Regions from separate parts of the Triticum aestivum genome. Here region 2 is linked to region 1. Evidence: chromatin contacts called from public Hi-C data. All regions are on one chromosome and are shown on one strand. Each heading gives the region's core, a stretch centred on a gene start, on an enhancer-like site or on the middle of the called end of the contact. The rest is flanking DNA. Distances are from core to core; before and after follow the strand shown. Region 1 holds the start of LOC123053453 (esterase AGAP003155). Region 2 holds the start of LOC123053458.

Region 1 (5,908 bases), core at 1,366-3,865:
TCGTCGTCCTCTTGCCGAAGAAAGCAGGAGCGGTTCAAATCACGGATTTTAGGCCCGTCAGTCTTGTCCACGGGGCGCTCAAGATCTTCGACAAAGCTCTGGCTGTCAGGCTTGCTGGCGAACTGCCGTCCCTCGTGGGTAATCATCAGAGTGCATTCGTAGCAGGGAGGTCCTTACATGATAATTTCATGCTCGTTCAGTGCACAGCCCGGCGCCTCCACGCGCTGCGTGACCCTTCTGTCATGTTGAAGCTTGACATATCCAAGGCCTTCGACTCAATTCAATGGCCTTTCCTGCTTGAGGTGATGAGACAGATGGGTTTTGGGCGGAGATGCATCACTTGGATCTGTGGCATGCTTTCCACTTTGTCCACTAGAATCTTGGTCAATGGGAGGCCAGGCGATGCCATCTTTAACTGCCGCGGGCTCAGACAAGGGGGGCCGATCTCTCCTATGCTCTTCATCTTATGCATGGAGCCACTCCACCGGCTGTTTGCGAGAGCCACTGATACGGGTTTGCTGGCCCCACTGGCACGCTCGGGCCTCAAACAAAGACTCTCCATGTTCGCCGATGATGTCATGGTTTTTCTCAAGCCAAAATCTCAGGAGCTCTCAGTGTGCTCGTCGATCCTCGACATGTTCGGGCACGCTTCGGGGCTGCATGTGAACCTTGCCAAGACGGCAGGCTTTCCCATCCGGTGCTCCTAGGAGGAAATGCAACTCGTCCGCGATATGCTTGGTTGCTCGACGGCAGAGTTCCCGTGCAAATACCTTGGCCTCCCCCTCACCATAAGGAAGCAAACGGCAGTGCAATTTCGTGGACTCGTGGACTAGCTCGCCGCGATGCTGCCACACTGGAAGGCAACGACTCTGCCAAAGAGCAGCAGACTCCTTCTCATCCAATCAGTTCTCACAGCGATGCCCATCCATTCAATGTTAGCTCTGGGGCTGCCACCCAAAACGCTCGCAGCAATGACCAAAATCTGTCGGAGTTTTCTGTGGAGCGGCAAGGCGGAGGCAGGAGGAGGCGCATGTGCAGTCGCCTGGGACGTCGTCTGCCGTCCAAAGTGGGCAGGCGGTCTTGGCGTGCTGGACTTGCGTTGGATGAACGTAGCTTTGCAGACAAAGTGGATCTGGTTACAAAAGACGGACACCTCCAGGCCGTGGGCGGAATTTGCCATTCCCGTGCCCAAGGAGTCAAGACTTCTCTTCCAGACGGCAGCGCGCGTGCACCTTGGCGATGGCAAGAACACTTTGTTTTGGGAGGATCGATGCCTTATGGGATCCCGCATCCAAGAGCTTGCGCCACGTCTCTATGACCGCATCCCGGCGCGTGTGAAGAAATCTAGAACCGTCTACGAAGCCATAGGCTCAGATGCTTGGGCGCGTGACCTCGGGCCAGCCATTGACCACACCACCTTGGAGCAATTCTTGTCCCTATGGCCCGCGGTCGCGGCCACCCGCCTGAATGAGCACGACAACGACGCTATTACCTGGGCCTGAGCAAGGAGGGGCAATTCTCGGCCAGATCGGCCTACCAGGCCAAGTTTTGGGGGCTCCAGGTTTCACCCACGGCTTCGCTCTCCTGGGACTCGCGAGCGCCGCTCAAATGCAGGTTCTTTTCCTGGCTAGCCACTAAGGAGAGGTGCTGGACCTCGGACCGACTGGCGAGGCGGGGATTGCAGCACCAGGACGCATGCCCGTTGTGCGATCAACATGATGAAACGATAAACCACCTGCTTCTGCACTGCATTTTCGTCCGACAAGTGTGGACTCGAGTCCTGCCCGCGCTGGGCATGGGGCATGCTGAGCCTCGCCAGGAAGAGACGCTATCGGACTGGTACGTGCGCAGCGGGCTGGACAGGATGACCAAGAAGCGAGCAAGGCCGAGGCGCGCGACTTGCTTGCTAGTCCTCTGGGAGGTGTGGAAGCACCGGAACGAAGTTGTGTTCAATGGCAGGACTCCATGTCTTGAAGACTTGTTGAGGAAAATTGCTAGCGAATACGTGCTATGAAAAGACGCGGGACTGCTCCGCGGCGATGACGATATGCACCAGGGCATCGAGGCAGCTCTAAGATGGGCGCAGGGCGAGTAGTCACATAGTGTGCCGGGTAGAGTTAGGTGGAGTTGACGTGGGTGTCATGTAGCCGTGCCCTGTAAACTATTTTGGGGTTCTTTTCCCCTTCTTCTCTTAATAGATGATACGCACACTCGTGCTTATTCGAGAAAAAAGTAGACAGGTTCAGCGAGCCCCTGCGCCACTTGTGCTTCCGTTTCAAGTTTTTTAACTATCGAGGTTAAAGTTTCTGGAATCACGCGGAATGCATGATGTGTCTCTCTAGGCGCAGACCCCTGCCATCCTGTCCACGTGCGACACGAAGGCCTCGCCGGCCCGCGGGCCCTACGCCCAGAAACGTCACCGTCCACGTACCGACGCAGACACTCGGCTCACGGCTCACGGCTCGCCCGCGTCGTGCAGACGTGCGGCGCGCGCGCACCACTCGCTCCGCCAACCACACCCCACGACACCGGCGGCAAGGCGAAGCGCAGCGGGCCCCACCGCAGCTTGCCTTCCCGTCCAGGCTCCAGCCTCCACGGGGTCCACGCTCCCACCCAACAGAATAAAACCGTCGGGCACGGCACGGACGGCCACCAGCGCCCCTCCCCGAGCACCGGCCTCCAACAAAAAGAAAAAAAACACCAGCCGGCGCGTGCACGCAGACGGTCCAGACGCCAGGCAGACGCGGATGGGCAGCCTCGCCGGCGGGGTCGGGGCCAGGCGGCCGCGGTTCCTGTGCCTGCACGGCTTCCGGACCAGCGGCGAGATCATGCGGAAGCAGGTGGTGGGCAAGTGGCCCGCCGAGGTCACGGCAAGCCTCGACCTCGTCTTCGCCGACGCGCCCTTCCCCGCCGAGGGCAAGTCCGACGTCGACGGCATCTTCGACCCGCCCTACTACGAGTGGTTCCAGTTCGACAAGGTCCGCCCCGCCTCCACCTTCCCTTCCTCCCACGGTCGCACCATCCCGCCCATATCCCCATTGCCTGATCTAATTCTGCCAATCTCCTGCGTCCAACTTTGGTGGAGCCAGTGCCACCTTTTTGTTAGCTTTTGTACTAACTCCTCCCCAGAATGTCGGCCTGCGGATCTGAGTTTATTTTTTACCTACGTTGTATTCATGGAGTTTTTTTTCTCTTTGAAAACAGGGATTCACGGAGTACAGGAATTTCGACAAATGCCTGGCTTACATCGAGGAGCTGATGATTAAAGAAGGGCCCTTTGATGGGCTGATGGGTTTCTCCCAGGTAACAGGACTGGGATCACCTCTTCCCTAAACATATTTGCTGTCACTATATTGTCAATTAACGATTGCAAATTGTCATGGTAATACCAGGGTTCGATTCTATCTGGCGCACTTCCGGGGCTCCAAGAACAAGTAAGCTGACAGATTCTGATAACCTTACCACATCAACTCCAGTTCGACTGTTCCACTAGTAGTTCTTCCTAAGATGTGCCGAATTGCTGATAGAGCTGCAACGTTCTTTACCTCACCGTTTTGTGTTTTGTTGGCAGGGATTGGCCTTGACTAGAGTTCCTAAGATCAAATATCTCATAATCATAGGCGGGGCCAAGTTCCGCTCACCCGCAATAGCCGATAAGGCGTACGCCAACATGATCAAAATCCCCTCGCTTCACTTCCTCGGTACTTCAATATGTTCTTCACAGATTAGTCCTTTACAGTTGCCATGCTGGTTGTGGTTGGTTGTTGGCTAGCGTATGTTCTCTCAGTTGCTTCCTAGGCGGTGTGTGCGTATGGCTGTCTCCTTATCATATTTATTTTCCAGCCGGCATGCCTACTTCATGTGCAGTTATGTTCTAGTGTTTATTATGTGATTAGGAAATGTACTTAAAGTACTCTCACCAACTGTGTGCTTCTTTTGTATCATACTTATAAAAAAACTTCCAAAGGCTTCATGTACTCTAACGATAGTACTCATGAAAAACTTCCAAGAGCTCGATGTATTCTAATGATGGTAAACAGCATATTATTAGGGGATAATTTACAGAGGAAGGACATACCATAGGATCATCCATGACATAGTTTACACTCTGAACGATATATATTGTGTGAGGTCAAGCTTTGACATATCATCTGATGACACCATTTCTAGGGGTATATTATTCCCATGGTTACTTCAGTCGATAGTCAAATTCTCATATCATTCCATGTTGAGTGTTCATTTTGGAAGATTTGAAGCCTTCGTAGGTCAACTGAGTAGTGAGCAAGTAACATGGGAGCATTAACACACCGGTTTATTTGATTTGCAGGCGACAATGACTTTCTTAAACCCCATGGTGAGCAGCTCATAGAGTCATTTGTGGATCCATTCATTATACGGCACCCAAAGGGCCACACAGTCCCAAGGCTTGTTGGTAAGCTCATATTTCCATCTACGAAGTCCTCTGAACGGCATAAGTTTAGGCAGTAATATCGATCCAGTTGTAGTGCTAATGTTGATATTTAGAAGTCCGGAAGAGATTAGTAGGTAAACTGTAAACATGAGAGATTTGTGATTGGAGGCCACAGGATCACAAACTTAAGCTGCAAAATAAACTTCAGTATTGCTCTGTTGATCTGATTCAGGGTTCGATATCTGTACATGCACCGGCGGAGCTATGATGCCCCCCCCCCCCACCCCACCAGCTTTGGACCAAGCAGTGAAGAATTTTTTTGGGGGGAGTGCCTAGATGATAACTTTTTTAGCATTTTGCACCCTCAAACACTCATGCGTTAGCCTTGCCCCCTGCCCCCACCAGCAGTTTGTACCTAGCTCCGCCACTGTGTACATGCTAAACATATTTCTGGATGGAAGAACTTCAAATAGCTCTTGGGGTTCAAGCGACCTATCAGTTTCTTGGTTCACTACTATGCATCGATATGAACACCCTAAACTTTCTAACGTAAAATCACGCTTGTTGTTGTATGCAGATGAGACGAGTTTGGAAGTCATGTCCCGTTTCCTTGACAAGATGGAAAAGGAGATATCTGAACTTCCATCCGTCAAGGCCGAGGCCGAAGCAGCCGCTGATGTTGACGAAAAAGAAGTGTGCATCTGATAGCACCTCAAGGATTAGTGCCTGAATACACATCAAATACGCATATAGGCAAATCATACAGCTGTGACCTCCTTAGTTTTGTGTTGTTGCAAGTGTGTGTGATTATTATTCAATAATGATAGCTATCGTCTAGCTCTTTGCCACTACTCCTTCACATCCTATGGACCTAGTATATTTTCTCGTGTTGATACTGTATCTCTATAGTACAACAAATAACACGAGGAAAAAAAACGGAAGTACAAGATCCGTGTAAAATACATGTAGAATTTGTTAAGCTAAGGAAGAGAGAACATTGTGTGACCAACATATGGTTGGATGGTTAGGAGGACAACGGTATCCTCAGCCCACCAGGTTCAAATCATGGTGCTTGCATTTTTTGAATTTATTTCAGGATTTTCGGTAATACATGTTCAAAAAAAAAACTGCATGTTCCAATTTTTTTTTACAAATACTGTACAGAAATAAAGAACAGACGGCCTCGGCCAACACTCAGCAAGACCATCTCGTCTCATGTTCTTTCCGAGCCAAACAAAAATTGAAGCATGGAATCACCCGATTGGCAGAACCATACAGAAGCAATAGCGCGGCGGAAGCAACACCAAGTACAAATCAGAGTGGCGCAGCACAGCAGCGACCCAAACCCGAGAGAGATGGCCGCGGCAGCTCACCTCCGTTGTCACATCGTCTTCAATTCGGCGAGCAACGCCCGGCGTCACACGCAGGCCTCCGCCCCGTCGCTCTCGCGCGGTCGCCTCCCAACGGCTCGAAAGCCTCCCGTGGCCGGCTGCCAGC
Region 2 (6,055 bases), core at 1,694-4,193, 230 kb after region 1:
CCGTGTTATGTGTTTGCATTGGTTCTTTTAGGATCTCCAGTTCTGTAATGTACCTGACAATGAACATTTGAGTAGTTTGTGGGCTTTGGAATATGCCCTCATAAATTGCCTTTCTCCTCGAAGACCAGATAGCCCATAACATCACAGCTATTTGAATGAACTGCATGTGTGAGAGGGAATCCATCGGCGAAAATAGCCAATGCCTTGCATTGGGTTCTGTCGTGGCGATCAGCTGCTAGGCTAACCCATCGTCCACCAGGGCCCAAGTACACCTAGCGACTGTACACTATAGTAGCGAATGCCTCCATGAATCCGGCGAGCCACATAAAACGCAAGAGGTAGAGTTCGTCATATGGTGATGGGCTCTCACGTCTTCCGTCGGGATTGAGTGCTTCGACAAACGCCAAAGGAACATTCTGATTTTAGTAGGAACATGTGTGTCTTCCAAGCCTTTTCCTCATTGTTAGTGCTTGATGACCCAGCGGTGCCCTCTAGCCAGGCCTCCCGCCTCTGTTTAGTCGCCACTATCATTGTATACACAGACCGTACAAAGAATACTCCGCTTCTCTCAAAGTTTCAACCCTAGAAATCTTCCATGTTCCTTGCACACAATGGTATCCCCAATATGATTGGTACATCCATTGGCATAACACCTCATGTGCCCGCTGCCTATTCCAAGTTGCGGAAGTAACATCGATCAAATCGGCAACCAGGGCCGGAGGGTTAGTAACCAAGCACCATAAGGCCTCAACATCTCATCGCGCGGCAACCGATTATCCTCTCATATAATTGTTGTATTGCCATTACCAATCTATTTGATCAAACCTTGTTTCGGGATATCTCTGCCTTCTATAATAGCTCTTCAAATTTGGCTAGGATGGCTTCCTAGATTTGCATGCAATATGGATAAAGATGGAAAATAGATGCTCTTCAACACATGGGCGCTCAAAGATTCTGGTTGTTGCAAAAGCCTTCATGCTTGTCTTGCCAACATTGCTAGATTAAATAATTCAAAATCTTTGCAGCCCAAATCACCCATACCTTTCGGTTGCGTCATAACTTTCCAAGATACCCAACGCGGCTTGTGTTGGCTATCCTTGCTTCCTCACCAGAATTTCCTTATCAACATGTTTAGGTGCTCACATAGACCTCTAGGCAATTTAAAACATGACATGGAGTAAATCGGTACTGCCTGAGCCACTGCTTTGACAAAAACTTCTTTACCCGCTGTTGACATTGTGTGCTCTATCCAGCCTTGAACCTTACTCCATAACCTATCCTTCTGATATTTAAAAGCCCCATTCTTTGAATTCCCAACATCAGATGGCATACCCAGATATCTCTCATTAAAATTCTCATTAGGGACGTTTAGCAGTACTTTGATCTCACCTCACACTGCTTCTGGGACACCCTTACTGAAGTATATAGAAGACTTGTCATAATTTATCCGCTGGCCCGTGGTCAACAACTGGGAAACCTCATTAGCACCCACACCATTCGCCTTGAAAAACAGCAGACTGTCATCTGCAAATAATAAATATATTTTTTAGAAGATCCTCCACTGTGTCTGTGATTTTTTTTGGAGAATCTCCACTGTATCTATGTGGGCCAGACTTGCGGCGGTTTCGCGAGTGCCATGGGCCTTGTTTCAGAGGCCCAGGAACCTCGCCCGCAAGGAAAACAATTCGCAACCTTTTGGGAGGAGGGAGGCGGAGAACGTATCGTGTACTCCGAAGGATGGAGTACTCCAGCTGTTCCGTACACAACACATCCCTTGGATGAAATATATATGCACAGGATGTAACCTGGACGTTCCCCATCATACAAATTTACAGAAAGCACCCCAATACAAAGATAGAATAACTGTAACGTTCCTATCACCTAGCTCCAAAAGACGTGATGCCATCAGTTTTGGAACAGAAACACCACACACATCTTGTACCTCTGGTAGCTGATCGTTTCAAGATGTTTTCAGTACCATGCAACACATCCCCTAAAAATAGTATCATTCAACACATGTAAAGATGACATCAGATCTTCGGTACAGATTTACACAAAAAAAATAAAAAGCTCTATGGTATAGCCAGTAGCATGAATTTTCAATATAGTATACAAAAACAAACACATGTTCCATAGGAAGTGCACACGACAAACATTCAGCAAGCTGATAACAAGGTAAAGCTATTTTGGTTTTATTTCAATGGAAATACTGAACAAATACAGAGGGGACTCATTATTCAGGTGCTTGAACATGTAGATGAAATTAGTTCGTCTCATGTACAGTGGGAAGCCATAAGTAGCTGAAATTCCACAATCACTAATTGCTGGAACATCTACTCCAAGTAGAACATATCAACTCTTCTCAGTGAGTAATTTTCTTTTCCGCCTGATAGAGAGAAATAGCCACATTTTACCCAAAACAGAATTAGCTACATCTTAGGAGATCATTATAAACGAACAATGGGATTAGAACCAAAAAGCACAATACTAATAACACAAGGTCATAAGATCGAGGAGATTTCCATCGTGAAGGATTGAATCCAGCACAACATACTTGAAGAGTTGAGTTCTCTTCTACAGCGCCGGCGGATGGCAGAGCTAGTCGCCGGATGGGGTGGGGTAGGGGGCCGATGTGGAGAATGGCAGATGCGGGGATGGGGCAACTGGTCCACTGGATGTACGTCAGTGCCGTGGCGAGCTCGTCCCAGACCTCGCAGCGTAGCACTCGGCGAGGTGCGCCGCCTGTTCCTGAAGCCCTGGTCTGCTTGTGTTTGTTTTGTTCCAAATTGGGGGCAACAGTGCAACACATCTAGGTAGGTGATGGGTAGGTCGCACTTATTATGTACTAATACGGGGAGTTTTTTTACAAAATTTTAATGGTGGGGCATTCCAGCTGTATCCCGTGCCTACGTTGTGGATCGAACCGTCGTGCTAGCCCAGGAGCAGGCGGAGCACTCGATGACCTGGAGCACAGGATATTTTCCCGAGGGAGGCGGAGCACTCGATGACCTGGAGCACAGGATATTTTCCCGAGGGAGGCGGACCACCCGACCTCGCGCGGCGGCGGCGGCGCCGCTCCCGCCACAGTTCGGTCCGAGGGAAGACCCCAATCTACCCCACCGGCGGCGCGGCTGCGAACCTATAATGGCCGCAGTCGTGAGCTGGTACGGTCCGCTGATCGACCTGTCGGCGGCCGCCGGCCACGTCGGTGGATTCGTACAGCTCCTGGCGTCCGTTCGCCGTGTCCTTCCCCACCAGGTAACGAGCAATCCCTACTTCCACTTAGTAGAAATAATAATCTTCTCCAATGGGGAAAAAAGGGAGTGATACGATGTCAACGTATCTTTGGCCATGTCGCTCCGAGGCTTAGAATCTGCTTCTGCTTTCCCAGGAGCAAAATGCTGCAACCGGAAGGACGTATCACAGAGTTATTCTGGAGGTTGGTGATGACACGAGGTCGAGCTTCTCCGTCTCTCTATGGTCCAACACTACTAGCTCGACGATAATCGCTGGCGATGTTTTACTGTTGCAGAGTATGGAACTGAGGATCCGAGGGGTCTCTCTTTTAATCTCAATTTTACCTGTGTAATGCTTTCAGTTGCAATCTACTCCCTCCGTTCCCAAATATAAGTCTTTCTAGAGATTTCAACAAGTGACTACATACGAAGCAAAATGAGTGAATCTACACTCTAAAATATGTCTACATACATATCTTGTAGTCTATTTGAATGTCTAAAAAGACTTATATTTAGGAACGGAGGGAGTAATACTGTACCTTCTTTTAATTGATAAAAATTTACAGTAAGTGAAACCATCCCCATTTGGTCTTTCGAATGGTACTGTAATTAGTTGTGTTCTCGGAAACACTTTAGCATAGAATGGCCCTTTTTGGGCCAGCTTGTTTCCGATTTATCATGTCCACATAACTTATGTGCATGCAAACAGCATCTGGTGTGACGTTCTCGTTCCTTTGCTTCAGATATTAAGATAGTAGAGTTTAGAAATGGCTTGGAGGGAAGGGCTGCTCAGATGTCTGCAGTCCAAATTTTGATGAACTCTAAAGATTTAGTGCAATCCGAAGGTATGCGTTTGCATTTGTTTTATTCATTGGTGCTCTTTGATCTTTACTGGCACTGCCCTGGTTGTATTACTTCAAAATGCGGTGACCCAGGAGTAATTACAACAATGTTTTTACCATCTTTACTATTGAGGAAATTGGGAAACATATATTAGACTAACAGTGGTAAGGGCTTTGTTGATGGGAAAAGGTGGGCATTATATTTGAACATTGGCCAGCTCTTGAAATCGAGACCTTTCCAATTAATTGTTCTTTCCATCTTATAAAAATATTCCTCTCTGCAATATTTTATCTAGATATTGCTTGTTTTGTGGGGCTCATGTTTATATTAGCATCTACATTTATTTTCCAGCAGATAATTGTGTCTAGAAGAAAAAGAAACTATTACTGGATAACTTAACACATGGGCTCTTTTATTAGGAATTGATGAATTCATAATTAATTGTAAAGTCGGCAATGCTACAAGATCAAAATTAAGACGAGTGTCAGAGTGGATCGTACACACCAAACGTACTCATGCGGAAAATCATCAGCAGGTACAAATTTGCCAAGGCAGTGTGATTTTAGTTTGATTTGGATAGGTAGCAATCTACATCTCCAATTCTTTCCTTCTGCCCTTACATTCCGCTTAAAGGTTCAAAAAACGGATTTCATTAACATGAGCTTGTTTATAAGATGGTCATAAAAATCCTTTGAATGTCACTCCTGTGTTTTCACTTCATCTTACATCACAATTACACCTGTTATGTTGATGTTAATAAATGAACAACAAGATCAAGGCATTCATGGTTTTACTCCATAAGTTCTCTATTGATAGAAGTAGATCATGATTATTTAACTTGTCTTCTTGTGTGGATAACTTATAACATTAACATTTTCTTTTAAAAATATATACTATGGAAGCAATAAAACTCCTATATTGACTGCAGGTGATATCGAAGAATTGGAAAGAAAGAATGAAAAATGATTCGGCAGACTTCTTTTCCATCTCAGAACTACTACCTCAGAGCAAACCATGTAATTTGAATATTTCTGCATCTATTAGCAAAATTGTGTTAATGGGTTCTCTTGGCCCTGAAACGAAGGGGCAATTGTCAGTCATTGAGAAACATACCTTGAATGGACATAATGATATCATCAGAGATTTTATTGCTGCTGGATGCAAGTTATGTGGTTTACCTCTATACCAAAAGTATGCAAATGCATGTCATCTTGTCAACATTTCATCAGTTATATGTCCCAAAATCTATATTGCTCTGCTTGTCATGATTTATAAAAATCTCTATGCAGAAATCTTCATGGAGACAGTACTTATCCAATTGATTGCCCAGATAATCCAAAGTATCTCCATGTTGTTGGCCAGATATATAAACCATTCATGGTAAGAGATCAAACAGTTTCTTTTGTTGAAAATAGATTAGTAAAACCATATCTTCATGATCTGCAGATGTATGTGCAAGACCAAACTGGACAAGTTCCTGTGCTTGTGAAGAATAAAGTTGCAGAGGCTCTATTTTCTAATATTAACGCAGATGATGTGTCCGAATGCTACAAGAGCCGGCACTGCATGCTGGTAGATACTTGTGAATCTGGCCAGTCAAGCATTTCTGGGATGCTAGATGGCACTGGCAAGACAGGCACTGCTAAAAGGAAGAGAACCAAAAGAAAGCTTGATTTTCATCTTATCTGGCTCATTGTTATGAAATGCCTGCTGAACCAAGGCAAGAACAGTCCATTCTGCATCCAGATTTCAGTCAACCCCGGGAAAAATGTTGAGGATGGACGGTTTGAACTGGTTTCTTTGACAATGCCAATACCATGAGATGGGAATTCTTCTTTTACCTCATATGTCGAACCATACTAATGGTCATTATGTGCTTCTATCTACAAAAAGGGAGCTTTGCTGCTTTGATGGTTTGCACGGTGACATGGTTAGGATGACAGACCAGACCAGTAATCTTCAGTTTTAGCATGATC

The links. A called contact is a pair of places that touch in the nucleus more often than the background predicts.
Region 2: a contact with region 1 is called in a Hi-C map of leaf, with 4 times the contacts expected there. The contact joins the promoter of LOC123053458 here to the promoter of LOC123053453 in region 1. A contact is called at or near these places in 3 of 5 Hi-C or Micro-C datasets (all in leaf).

The regions. Positions count from the first base shown.
Region 1 is chr2D:407,397,515-407,403,422 of IWGSC CS RefSeq v2.1, forward strand. It overlaps LOC123053453 (esterase AGAP003155), which reads left to right and starts at 2,616. Exons shown (of 6, transcript XM_044476935.1): 1 at 2,616-2,978; 2 at 3,205-3,303; 3 at 3,393-3,434; 4 at 3,572-3,701; 5 at 4,328-4,432; 6 at 4,989-5,420. The coding sequence starts at 2,748. The coding sequence ends at 5,116. It also overlaps the pseudogene LOC123053452.
Region 2 is chr2D:407,623,126-407,629,180 of IWGSC CS RefSeq v2.1, forward strand. LOC123053458 reads left to right here and starts at 2,944. Exons shown (of 7, transcript XM_044476939.1): 1 at 2,944-3,258; 2 at 3,392-3,533; 3 at 3,980-4,081; 4 at 4,499-4,614; 5 at 5,008-5,270; 6 at 5,369-5,459; 7 at 5,526-6,055. The coding sequence starts at 2,959. The coding sequence ends at 5,900.